2 separate regions of the Mus musculus genome follow, and region 1 is linked to region 2. A link is a contact called in public HiChIP or PLAC-seq data. All regions are on one chromosome and are shown on one strand. Each heading gives the region's core, a stretch centred on a gene start, on an enhancer-like site or on the middle of the called end of the contact. The rest is flanking DNA. Distances are from core to core; before and after follow the strand shown.

Evidence for each region. HiChIP or PLAC-seq counts read pairs in DNA pulled down with a chosen protein or histone mark.
Region 1: a contact with region 2 is called in a CTCF HiChIP or PLAC-seq map of the NIH/3T3 cell line, with 9 read pairs. The contact joins the promoter of Gstm1 here to the enhancer-like site in region 2. A contact is called at or near these places in 2 of 39 promoter capture datasets (cranial neural crest and frontonasal cranial neural crest), 1 of 15 datasets of contacts at CTCF or cohesin (the NIH/3T3 cell line), 1 of 484 Hi-C or Micro-C datasets (the HL-1 cell line), 2 of 115 datasets of contacts at active chromatin or transcription factors (the NIH/3T3 cell line and astrocytes) and 1 of 9 other capture datasets (adipose tissue).

Annotation. Positions count from the first base shown.
Region 1 is chr3:108,013,753-108,019,483 of GRCm38.p6, reverse strand. It overlaps Gstm1 (glutathione S-transferase, mu 1), which reads left to right and starts at 1,511. Exons shown (of 8, transcript NM_010358.5): 1 at 1,511-1,744; 2 at 2,058-2,133; 3 at 2,536-2,600; 4 at 2,884-2,965; 5 at 3,056-3,156; 6 at 4,444-4,539; 7 at 4,621-4,731. The coding sequence starts at 1,709.
Region 2 is chr3:107,736,120-107,741,886 of GRCm38.p6, reverse strand. It overlaps Csf1 (colony stimulating factor 1 (macrophage)), which reads left to right. Exons shown (of 9, transcript NM_007778.4): 9 at 1-839. The region is part of intron 1 of Gm40121 (a long non-coding RNA gene); the gene reads right to left. Among named protein-coding and RNA genes, the nearest start is that of Csf1, 21 kb to the left of the region's middle. Within about 2 kb of position 1,771, at least 189 of the 459 cell types and tissues checked have an H3K27ac peak or open chromatin away from gene starts, as enhancers often do. A contact at or near this core is called in the NIH/3T3 cell line and astrocytes, where this site is marked.

The DNA of each region.
Region 1 (5,731 bases), core at 262-2,761, 280 kb before region 2:
TCATTCAAAGGGACAATGATCTCGGACTCTGGGGACCCTGCATTGAGAACTTGCTGTCCTAGCCCTTATCCCTGTCTGCAGATAGATTCTGTCCTCTGAAGGGCTCCAGGGCTCTGGCTCCCTTCCCAGGCCCTCTGAGTCCTTGTCCTAGACAGTATGGATTCCTTCTGCTTTCTTCCACTCCTCCTTCTCTACTTCCCACAGTGTGTGACAATCTGCTGAAGTGCCTCATTCATACTTGCAAAATATGTCCCTGTAGTTCCCACCAAACTGCTGCTAAAGCCCCAGTGACATGGTCACTTTTCGTGCATCCTCACCAAGACCTGCAGAACATGTGGTTTCTTTAATGTCCTAGGATGAGATGGCCTCTGCTTGCCCCCTGCAACCTCACTGCACAGCTCCTATGTGGGTGACATGATATGTTGCCTTCATACCCCGTAGTCCCAGTAAAGGATGATTTAATCCCAAAATGTACGTCCTGCAGAGCAACAGCCTTGGCCTTTGACTTGTAAACTCATTTTAGTCTCCCCTTCCATCAAGCCTCTTGGTTGTCTGCAAAAAAGAAAGTAAACAGGTAGGACAGTGTTCTTGGGAGGACATTGACCTTGTGAAGGTAATACTACAGGGCATATACTACTTGTGAAGGATATACTACTATATATCTCAGGGTAACCTGAAAGGTCATTTGAGCCACCCTGTCATATACAAACGCATGTCCGGAGCCTGGGCCAGGTCCTGCATTTAGGGACAGCTGAGGGTCTTGCTTTGGGCTCCCATGTGTACAGCATCCTGGTATCCCTTGAAAGCAAACTTCTTGGGTCACATGCTCTCCCTCTCTATGGCACAACCCAGCGTGGGCTCTTTTTCTCCCTTGTGCTCTGCTGGGTTTTGTCAGCTGACTGTTGTCCACAGCTGTGGCTTCCCTCAAACTTCCGGCCCCTCTGTGGTTGGTACTTGAATTTAGATTCATAAACACGGCCAAAATACAGATTAGTTTTTTAATAACTGATAACAGTTCTCAAACCCCCTAAAGGAAAATACGGAGCCCTGTTTATCTCTGCCTTGGGGTTGTTTCCATGTCACCGACTGTTCCTGTAACTTGAGGCTGTGTGCGCAAAAATCCGGTACCTGTCAGACTGACAGAGTTCTTTCCATGACGATAAGTGCTACATTAAACTCTCAGGTCGGGGGCTCTCGCCTTTTTGTCTTTAAGCTGAGAGTTGAGCCTCCCCAATGACAGATTCCCACAGTCTGGGTGTGAAAACCGAGCTCTGCAAAAGAAAGGAAGGCGGGAGAACACCCACCCAATGTTCTTTCGCTGTCTGGCCAGACTCCAGGCAAAGTGCTAGCTAGTCTAGGGAGCATCCAGCAGGCGGCGATGGCGGCAGTCGCTAAGAGGGTTTCGGGGGAAGCAGGAGAGCAGATTCTGTTTCAGCGTGTGCAAAACAGAATCCCGGGACAGAGGCCGCTAAGGATCTTAACCCCGCCTCTCCCGGAGAGGGTGTGGCCTCTGCCTTCCGCTTTAGGGTCTGCTGCTCTGGTTACAGACCTAGGAAGGGGAGTGCCTAATTGGGATTGGTGCAGGGTTGGGAGGGACCCGCTGTTTTGTCCTGCCCACGTTTCTCTAGTAGTCTGTATAAAGTCACAACTCCAAACACACAGGTCAGTCCTGCTGAAGCCAGTTTGAGAAGACCACAGCACCAGCACCATGCCTATGATACTGGGATACTGGAACGTCCGCGGAGTGAGAGAGGGGTCCACTTGGAGGGTGGGACTGGGATGTGAAGCAGAAAGTTCTTAAGAGCAGGAGCCCTTCCTACAGCGGGTACTCTTCAGCTCTCACTGGAATCTCCTGCCTGTAGCTCTCAGCGCTCAGTTTACGCACTTGGGTGGCTGTGTGTGTGTGCGTGCGCGCGCGCGTATGTGTGTGGTGTGCACATGCACGTGCGGGGTGACGGCGTTTGTGCAGTGTGGGAGGTCTCAACGGGTGAAGATGAAGTCATACAAAGAAGTCCCCACAATGTCTGACCTCTGTCTCTTCTGGTCATCTCTCCCAGCTGACACACCCGATCCGCATGCTCCTGGAATACACAGACTCAAGCTATGATGAGAAGAGATACACCATGGGTGACGGTAATGCCACCTTCCTGGTCAGACACCTGCTTCCCTCTTACCTATCAAACTATGCCTAGATTTCCCGTTATTTAGCCCTGCTGGTCTCCCTCTAGCTAAAGATAGAGGCTGCTGCTTCCAGAAACCTCTTTGAGAGTGCAGTTTGATTTTCCAATATAGATCATGGAGAATGGAGTTCCTTGGTCCATTTGTATTTATAATTCGACAGAATTCACTACTGGGGTCTTATTGGGTCCAGGCTGCCTTTATTATCAGTTGTTATTCAGACCCTTCTCCACATTGGAAAGTAACTCTCTGTAACAGGTTGCAGAGGCCCTGCCTTAGGGGTTCTTGCTACTGGTCGATAATCTGTAGAAGGGTGGGACAGTGGGGTAATGCCTTTTCACATCTTCTTGTTTACAGCTCCCGACTTTGACAGAAGCCAGTGGCTGAATGAGAAGTTCAAGCTGGGCCTGGACTTTCCCAATGTAGGTGCAGGGGAGGAGAGGTTTGGGGAAGACACGGTGATCTCACCTCATCTCCTGGCCTGGCTGAGGGTTTAGGATCAGTGTTTCTGCTCTCCTGCTCCATCCCTGCTGGCTGCACAGTGTTCTGTGATGGGCTGTGCCCCAGCTCTCTCATTCAGTGCACACTGTGCCCATGGAGGGCTTCCCATGGCAGGCACACTGTCAGGCCCTGTGTCTTCTCTCACCCAGAGAAAGGATTCAGGTACCCCATATCCCATCTGACCCTCCCTGCTTGTCCATCCAGCTGCCTTACTTGATCGATGGATCACACAAGATCACCCAGAGCAATGCCATCCTGCGCTACCTTGCCCGAAAGCACCACCTGGGTGAGTGGGGCTGGCCACAGGGTGGGAGATGGGGGATAATCTCCTCGGCTTGGCAAGGTTGGGATGCCTAGTGTACTGTGTGTGCTGCAGATGGAGAGACAGAGGAGGAGAGGATCCGTGCAGACATTGTGGAGAACCAGGTCATGGACACCCGCATGCAGCTCATCATGCTCTGTTACAACCCTGACTTTGTGAGTGGCCAGTGGGTGCGGCAGACAGGGTTCACAGCAGGAGTTAAAGTCTCACGTTCAGATCTGTAGCATCCTCCTTTGGTAATGATTCTCTAAGCTTTCTGATCTTACCAGCAGGATGACCCTTGTCACCCCTGAGATCTATCACATCAACACAGTGAAACTATCCCTGCTGGTCTTAGGATATGGTTAAGGTTCTGCTGGTGGACAGTTGATCTAAGTTATTCAGTACAGCTGTAAATCTCTGCTAAATCTGTCCATTGGTCTCTTCCAATGTGCCGTCTTACCCAGTGTTTATACCAAAAGCCCCCAGGATGAAATTAGGGGATGTGGAGTAAAAGTGCTTGCTACATAACATGAAGGCTTCAATATGAACTCTTAGCACCCTATAACACCCCCCCACACACACACACACCCAGTGTGGCAGCCTGGTCTTATAAATATAGTGCTCTGGGAGGAGAGGAGGGCTTCTTGGGTTTTGCTGACCACTGAGGCTAGTTGTTCTTTGAGCTCTAGATTTACTAAGAAACCCTGTCTCAGAAATAAGGTGCACAGTGATTGAGAAAGACACTTGGCATCAACATTGGACCCCCATGCACCAACAGGCACCAGTATACTCCCTAAGTGATAAGGAAGCAGATGTCTGACCAGGAAGGTGGCATTACCATCGCCCATGGTGTATCTCTTCTCCTCATAGCTTGAGTCTGTGTATTCCAGACTCAAGTAAGTAAATAAGTTATGTCTACACTGGTCTCACACATCTACCCAGTTCTTTCCCCACAGGTCTGTCTTAGGTACCAATAGAAAAGCAGGACATCTTCCTAGTAGCCAGCTCAGGGTCAGCCAGAGGAACTTTGAGTCCTTTTCCTTTCGGTATTAATCACTGATTAAAACTGAAGCACATCCTTCAAATATCTGATCTGTTCTCCTGCTCCCCGGTGGATCCAGTATAACTGTCTTCTCCTGGTGTCTCTGTGCCCTTTGTTTCTGTAGTTCCGCTGGGTCTCTGAGGCCAAAGCATGCTAGATACTCAGGAGGTTCTGGGTGTGACTCACAGCACCTGGTTTGGACTTCAGTGGTGACAGATTTCAGAGACAGTGTGAAATTTCTGCCAGGCTGTCCATCACCTCTGGCATGAATTCTGTCATTAGTAAAATCGTGACCTGTTAAATGGACTCCTAGACTAGGACCTGGCCCTTTCTTGGAAAGGTGGCTGTTCCATTGCCAAACCCTTTGCTGGGGAGCCTGAGTCTAAAGGTGGTGACAGCCAGCTGTTCTCTGCCTCAGGAGAAGCAGAAGCCAGAGTTCTTGAAGACCATCCCTGAGAAAATGAAGCTCTACTCTGAGTTCCTGGGCAAGAGGCCATGGTTTGCAGGGGACAAGGTAAAGGGAGGGGTGGGGAGGAGGGGTTGCCATCCTTCCCTGGTGTCAGATTCCAGAGCGCTCACCCTTGGCTTCCTGCAGGTCACCTATGTGGATTTCCTTGCTTATGACATTCTTGACCAGTACCGTATGTTTGAGCCCAAGTGCCTGGACGCCTTCCCAAACCTGAGGGACTTCCTGGCCCGCTTCGAGGTGATGCCCTGATCCTGCTTCCCCTTGGGTTGTCTTCTTTCTCGGGTCCATGATGCTTTCTAGTCCCAAGACTAGGAAAATAACCAGGATTTTCTGAGCTTCTGTAAAGAAGCATATTGGGCAATATTTATCCCTTCAAAATTCCAAAAGATTGATGCGATTCTGAGTCCCATTGGACAGATAAGGAGCCTGGTACTACAGAGGGTACTCATGTGCCCAAGGTCTCTGCACCTGCAGCTGCACTGGGATCTGGGGCAGCATTCAGTGACTGCCCCTGCCTTGGGTCAAAAGAAAAAGCTTCAGGCCCTTGCACAACCTCATTCTCCTGTTTGGGATCCCTGGCAAGGCTGTGCATGTTGATAGTGTGTGGGTCTTGGCATTAGGGGAGTGAAAGAGGCAGAGCTAATGTAACATAGCCAGATGGAAGAAAGTCCAGACTTGAGTGCTGAGAGCCCAGGGCTCTAGAACTGATCTGTAGAGCACTGAGAACCCAGGGCTGAAGGTGGCACCTCACTGAGTAGACTTGTGAGTGCCTTCCATGTTAGGGGAAATTTAGCCTGAGTGTGTGCTGGTGCGAGTGTGTGCTGGTGTGAGTGTGTGCTGGTGTGAGTGTGTGCTGGTGAGTTGTTTCCTCCTCTACACTCTTCTCCTCTTTCATGTCCCAGGGCCTGTCTGTGAAATGGGGTCAAAGTTTTTTCTTCACTATTATTCTCTGGCATTCTCCTCTAGATGAGGTTCATGTTGGGCCTCAGGGGGCATGCACAACACTGCCATCTTGGGACTGAGTCTTCAGAGAGCTGTGGAAAGCCAGTCTGTGAGATACTTGTGAAATTCCCCAGGGCTGCTGAGTCCTCCTTCCCTCTCTTTCTCTCTCTTTCCCCCTCCCTCCTTCTCCCCCTCTCTCCCCAGAGCTGAGGGCTAACCCTAGGGTCCTGTGCTTACTGGGCAAGCACTCACCACTGAAACCCCTAGCCTTTCTCAGCTTGGTCTAATCAGTCTG
Region 2 (5,767 bases), core at 522-3,021:
CTCTGGGGACTGAGCTCCATGCTCCAACCCCACCCTCTTCTGACCTTTGTTCTCCAGACCTGACCCAGGTAGGCAAGGGTACCCTCCCAGTCTCACCTACCATACTGTGCCATCTCTAGCCAAGCAAGCCAGGTTTAGAGAAGGGTCAAAAAAAAAAAAAAGGGTTGTTTACTTCCAACTTGTTCTGATGCCCTCTGTTTCCCAGGCCAGGCTTGTCTGTGGTGACCTGGGCATGGGTGACAGGGCTCTCATTTGCCCCTTGGTCTCTTTATGCTGCTGAGTCCCCCTTTCCTGCCCTCCCTGGCTACTGGGTCAATAATCTTTCAGGCCATGAATCTGGGAGGAGAGTGGTCTGTAAGCTCCATCAGCCCTGTCCTGAGACAGCAGGGGGGAAGGACACTGGAGACTTTCTTGTGGGGCTTACTTAGCCTTCTGGTTACAGACTATTTCCATGCTAGAAAATACATATTTTAAAATAGAAGGAAAAACACAGAAACAAAACAAAACAAGGCATTCTCTACCCCTCCACCTTAAACATATATTATTAAAGACAGAAGAGAAAATCCAACCCATTGCAAGAAGCTCTTTGTGGGTGCCTGGTTACATCGGAGCAGGGGAGCCTCAAATCCACCTTTGGAGCCGCCCCTGTGTGCATTAGGAACCCTTCTCTCCTCTGAGAAAGCTCAGAGGGAGCACTGCCTCACAAACTGTGAGACTGCGTTTTTTATACTTGGAAGTGGTGAATTATTTTATATAAGGTCATTTAAATATCTATTTAAAAAATAGGAAGCTGCTTTTATATTTAATAATAAAAGAAGTGCACAAGCTGCCACGTGTGAGTCATGGGAAAACTTGTTTTTGGGGCGTGGGCAACAACAGTAGGTGGGAGGGAGCCAGCTCAGAGATTTTTTTCAAGGTGCATGGAGAAAGCTTTCTCCCGATTCCAGTCTTGTTTCTAAAGCCTTCTGTACTATTGATGTCCAAAGGCATTCATCTGCATATCTGTTTAATAGGAAAAGGACAGAAAGCAGCCAAAACCTCAGGCCTGGCTGCTACCCCCACCACACCACCTCAAGCCCAACCCAGCCCAGCCTGGGAAAATGGCTGGTTGGGCTCTTTCCAAGGGCCCCAGGGGTCTGAAAGGAGGAATCCATCTCCAGGACCACAGATCCCTGCTGTCCAGGGGAGGGAGAGAGGGCAGGTCCATTAGGGTGCTGATGTATTTAGGTGCTAGTAGGCTGGAAAGTGAACAAGCCTAGTAAGGAGAGAAGCTGCGATTGCAGAGAGGTATTAGACCTGTTCGTTCTTCCTATTAGTAGAGGGAAACCAAAGATAGGGACTTCCCTGGGGAGATGTGTCAGAGTGGACCAGAGCAGGTAAAGGTCCTGGTAGGCACAAATACCCCCCAGCCCCCACCCCTGGCAAAACTTAGACAACAGGGGCTTTCCTGTTTCAGGCAATATAATGGACAAAGTTTTAGAAGAGAAGTGCCCAACCCTGACTTAATGTCGAATTATCTGGGTTGTTTCCAAAAATCCTGATATCTAAATCCTGCCCTACTACACAATCAGAATCTCAGGGTGAGGCTCAGGTACCAGGTGCCAGAATTATCAAGACACCTCAGTGATTTAAGTGTGAGCCTCTGGACACATGCTGGGCCATCAGGGCCTGACTGTTCTGCCAGCTAAGTGACAGAGCTGGAGTTCTACCCTAGGTGAACCATCTGATGTTGTGTAATAGAGATGTATGGCTGGTGGGCGGAGCTGATAGAATGCTGGAGGGTAAGATGCCCTCCATTACTGTTTCACAGGCAGAGTTAAGAACTCTAGCTTAGAGATCTGAGCAGCAGGGCTCAGCCAAACCTCTAAACCTCTATCCGGCCAGAGGCAGGAAAATGAATCAGAAGCAACTAGGAAGAAACCTGAGGTTAACCTCTTGCAGACCGTGGGCCTCTGCAAGAGGGTAGAGGGGACACTGGTGGGTGTCCCATGGCCCCTTATAGAAGGCCCTAAAGTTAGTAGAGGAGTGTAGTGACTTTGCAGCTCTGGAGGAAAGTCCCGATTTCCCAGGGCAGGCCCCTCTGTCAGTGAAGCACATTTGTTCCTTGGGTTTCCTTTTTAGTTTGTTGAGGGTAGCGGGTGACCAGACTCTGCTGTCCTGGATGCTGGAATTGCTGAGGGAGCAGAGTAGTTCATGCCAGCTCCTGAACATAGAGTGACTGGCTCTCTCCACCTCAGCTGCCACAGACCACAGAAAATCCCACAGGCCGATCCCCATGGCTCTGTTTAGAGTCCAGGCTCTCAGCACCATGCCTGGTAGTTGGAAGTCTGAGGAGGTTATGGATAACAGCCACTGCAGTACACTGAGTCCCAGGGACACAGGGCTGCAAGTGAAGAGTGGGCTCAGTGCCTTCTCAGGGAAGAAACAACAAAGACAAAGGACCCTGCAAAGCAAGGACAAATGTCATAATGCAAAGTCACCAGGGGGAGTGCAAGAAGAAACACCCTATGCTTTTGTCACCAAAGTGCAAGCATGTTCTCCAAAGAGAAGAAAAATCTGAAGATATCGCAAGGCCAGCAGGAAGGAGACATGAAAACTAGGATCTGGGCATGGTGATGCATGCCTGTAATCCAGCTGAGGACGCTGAATCAGGAGGATCACAAGTTCAAGGCCAGTCTAGGCTGCATTAGTGAGTTCAAAACATTGAAGAGAGACGGGAGGGGCAAAAAAAAAAAAAAAAAAAAAAAAAGAGGGGGGGGGAGAAAGAAGGGAGAGAGGGGAGGATGAAGGGTGGGAGGGAGGGGAGAGATGAGGGCCTCTTACATGGGAAGGCTGAGGTTGTAGGTCAGTGGTAAGCACCTGTTTAGCATGCACAAGGTGCTGGGTTTGGTCTCCAGTACTGCAAGAAGAAAAAATTTAAGGATCCCAATATATCCAAGAAACCTCCTCCTTCAGCTTTCTTTTTCTGTTCTGACTCCAACTCTGAAATCAAAGAACATCCCAGCACATCTTTTGGTGATGCTGCTGCAAAGAGACTGGGAGTTATGGAAGAACTCTGCCTCAAGTGGCAAGTAGCCTGAACAGAGGCTGCTGAGCTGAAGGGAGAAACACAGAGCACAGTGCTGCAGACTGAGCTCAGGGGAAACCTAGTGCTACAGAAAAGAGCATCCTTAAGCATCCTCAAGTATCCTCACTGGAAACAGCAAGAAGAGGGAAGAAAGACACGGTGAAGGCAATATTGGTAAACAAGTTGCTTTTATCAATCTTTCTTGCCTGCAAATCACTTAATCCACCCATATACAACTTGCTCCTTTTAAGGGAAAAATTGAAATATAGAGAGAGCTAAGATTTTGGTTAGTTCAACCTGACAACCTGAGTCGGATCCCTGGGAACCAACTTCTGCAAGTTGTACTTGGACCTACACACATGTTCTCGTTCTCTCTCTCTCTCTCTCTCTCTCTCTCTCTCTCTCTCTCTCTCTCATCTGTCTGTCTCATAAACACACACATGCACACACACATACACATGCACACTCATAATTTAAATTTTTAAGTATATAAAAGAAAAATTTTAAAAAGGCATACTTTTTTAAAAAGTCACTCTAGGAAACAGGGATTAATCAAGCAACTACCCAGCTAAGTCTCTAGTCATCAATAACAAATGAAGGTAGGAAGATACAGGTGCTGTGACAACTCATAATACAGACCCTAAACCAGGCTTTCAGGCAGACAAAGGTAGAGAAGGCTATAGAGAAAGGTTACATGAAGTGAGGAAGTGGTTTATTCTTCTCTCTTTTCCAAGGCTGCCAGAAAAGTACTCACTAATTACCAGGTATGTGTGACACACTCTTTAAAAATGCAATCCAATCCCCTACTACAGTCTTGCAAACCCAAGGCTAATAACCTCTTCGACCAATATAGAAACTAAGGCTCAGAGAATCTTAACAACTCAGCCAACTTACCACAGTGGTTAAATGCCAAAGCCTGCAGTTAAACCCAGGCCTGGCAGTATTCAAATTGCACACTCTTGTGACAACACTGTACCCAAGTAGCCATTTCATGGGTGCTTCTTGCACAGATGGACAGTTTGGAACAGCTGGTGGGGCTGGGGGTTGGAGGGCCTTAGTGTTGTCTTAGTGCTCCTCTCAGATGAACTGTACAGTCTGGAAATGGCCAGAGGCACCTATGACTGACCTCTGGTCTCATCACCTTACTGCCAACCCCAAATTCACCAGGAAAGGATTAGGAGCCCTCCTAGGTGTGCCATTTCCCAGGAAAGATCTCTCTTGACCATTACTCCTGCCTTCCTTTGAATTTTTGTGACCTTACCTACTGCAGACAGCTCTGACACCCCTGGCTAATACAGTCTGAGGCACTGATCATTCCAGCTTAAAGCAGTTTGGGCATCATTCTTGTTTGGTTCTGAGCATGGATTAAAAGGCTAGAAAATGGCTTCAATTTGTCCATCTAGTTCTCCAGAGAAGATTGCCCAGGCATGAACTAGGATCTTTGACCTTGACATCTGAAGCTCACATGCTCTAGTAATTCTGAGGAACAAGCCCAAAGCTACAGATTGCAGGGCCTTGGGGGTAGGAGGGGATCTTACTATGGTATTTGGGGACCCTTAAAGGGCATCATTACCCAATACACTGGGGTCTCAAGCCATGGGCTTTCCTGAGATTAGTTCCACACCAACAAGTAGGAAGTCCTCTCTGAAGAACTTTGGGCTTTGAAGGCCTTTTAGCTCAAGTCCTGTGTTATGCTCAGACTATTTTACACAGCAGAAATAACAGCAAATCTTGGTTTCCCTCCATTACATTAAGTGTCTGCTTTGAGGGTTGCTGAGAAAGCTTAGTGTGTAAAAGTCCTTTTGACCAGGCCTGACAATCTTAGTTCATTTCTGGAATATTCACATGGTAGAAGGAGAGAACACACGCAGAAGCTCTCTGTTCTCTGACTTCCATATTAACACTTTTGGCACATGAATACCTGGGTGCACACACATAATAAATGTAAAAAAAAGAAAAAGTCTAGTTTTCAACAACAAAACAGATGCAAGACTTATAAAAATGTAACGAAGTATGTCTACACACAGGGGCAAAAGTAAACAGTTGAGTCTTTCCCCAGGGAAGTGTGGGCACTGCCTGACTAAACAAAACTTTAAGCTAGCACTTCAAATATGTTCAAAGACTAAAGGAAAAGATGTCTAAATGACTAAGAAAAAATATGAGCATTGTGTCTTGCCAAATAAAGAACATCAATAAGGATGAGAATCTTTTTAAATGGTAGAAATAAATTATGAGATTGAAAAAGGAGCACAACAATTAAAATTCTCCCCTAAGGTCTCAACAGCAGCTGAACAGCTAGAAAAATCAGTGAACCTGAAGGTAAGCAAGCCATCTGAGCTCTGAAAAGGGGAATTATCAATAGCAAAGGGGAAAACATTGAACACAGCCACAGAGATCAACAGGCTCATGAGGGGACTCAAAGGACAGGAGAGGACAGGACAGAAAACAGTAGTTTTTAAATATTTGAAGCTAGGTGTGGTGGCGCACGCCTTTAATCCCAGTACTCAGGAGGCAGAGGCAGGCAGATTTCTGAGTTCGAGGCCAGCCTGGTATACAAAGTGAATTCCAGGACAGCCAGGGCTACACAGAGAAACCCTGCCTCAAAATTAATTAATTAATTAAGAAAAATATTTGAAAACTTTCTTAATGTGAATAAAGATTTTAGTCTATACATATAAGCTCAGCATACTCGAAGGATGA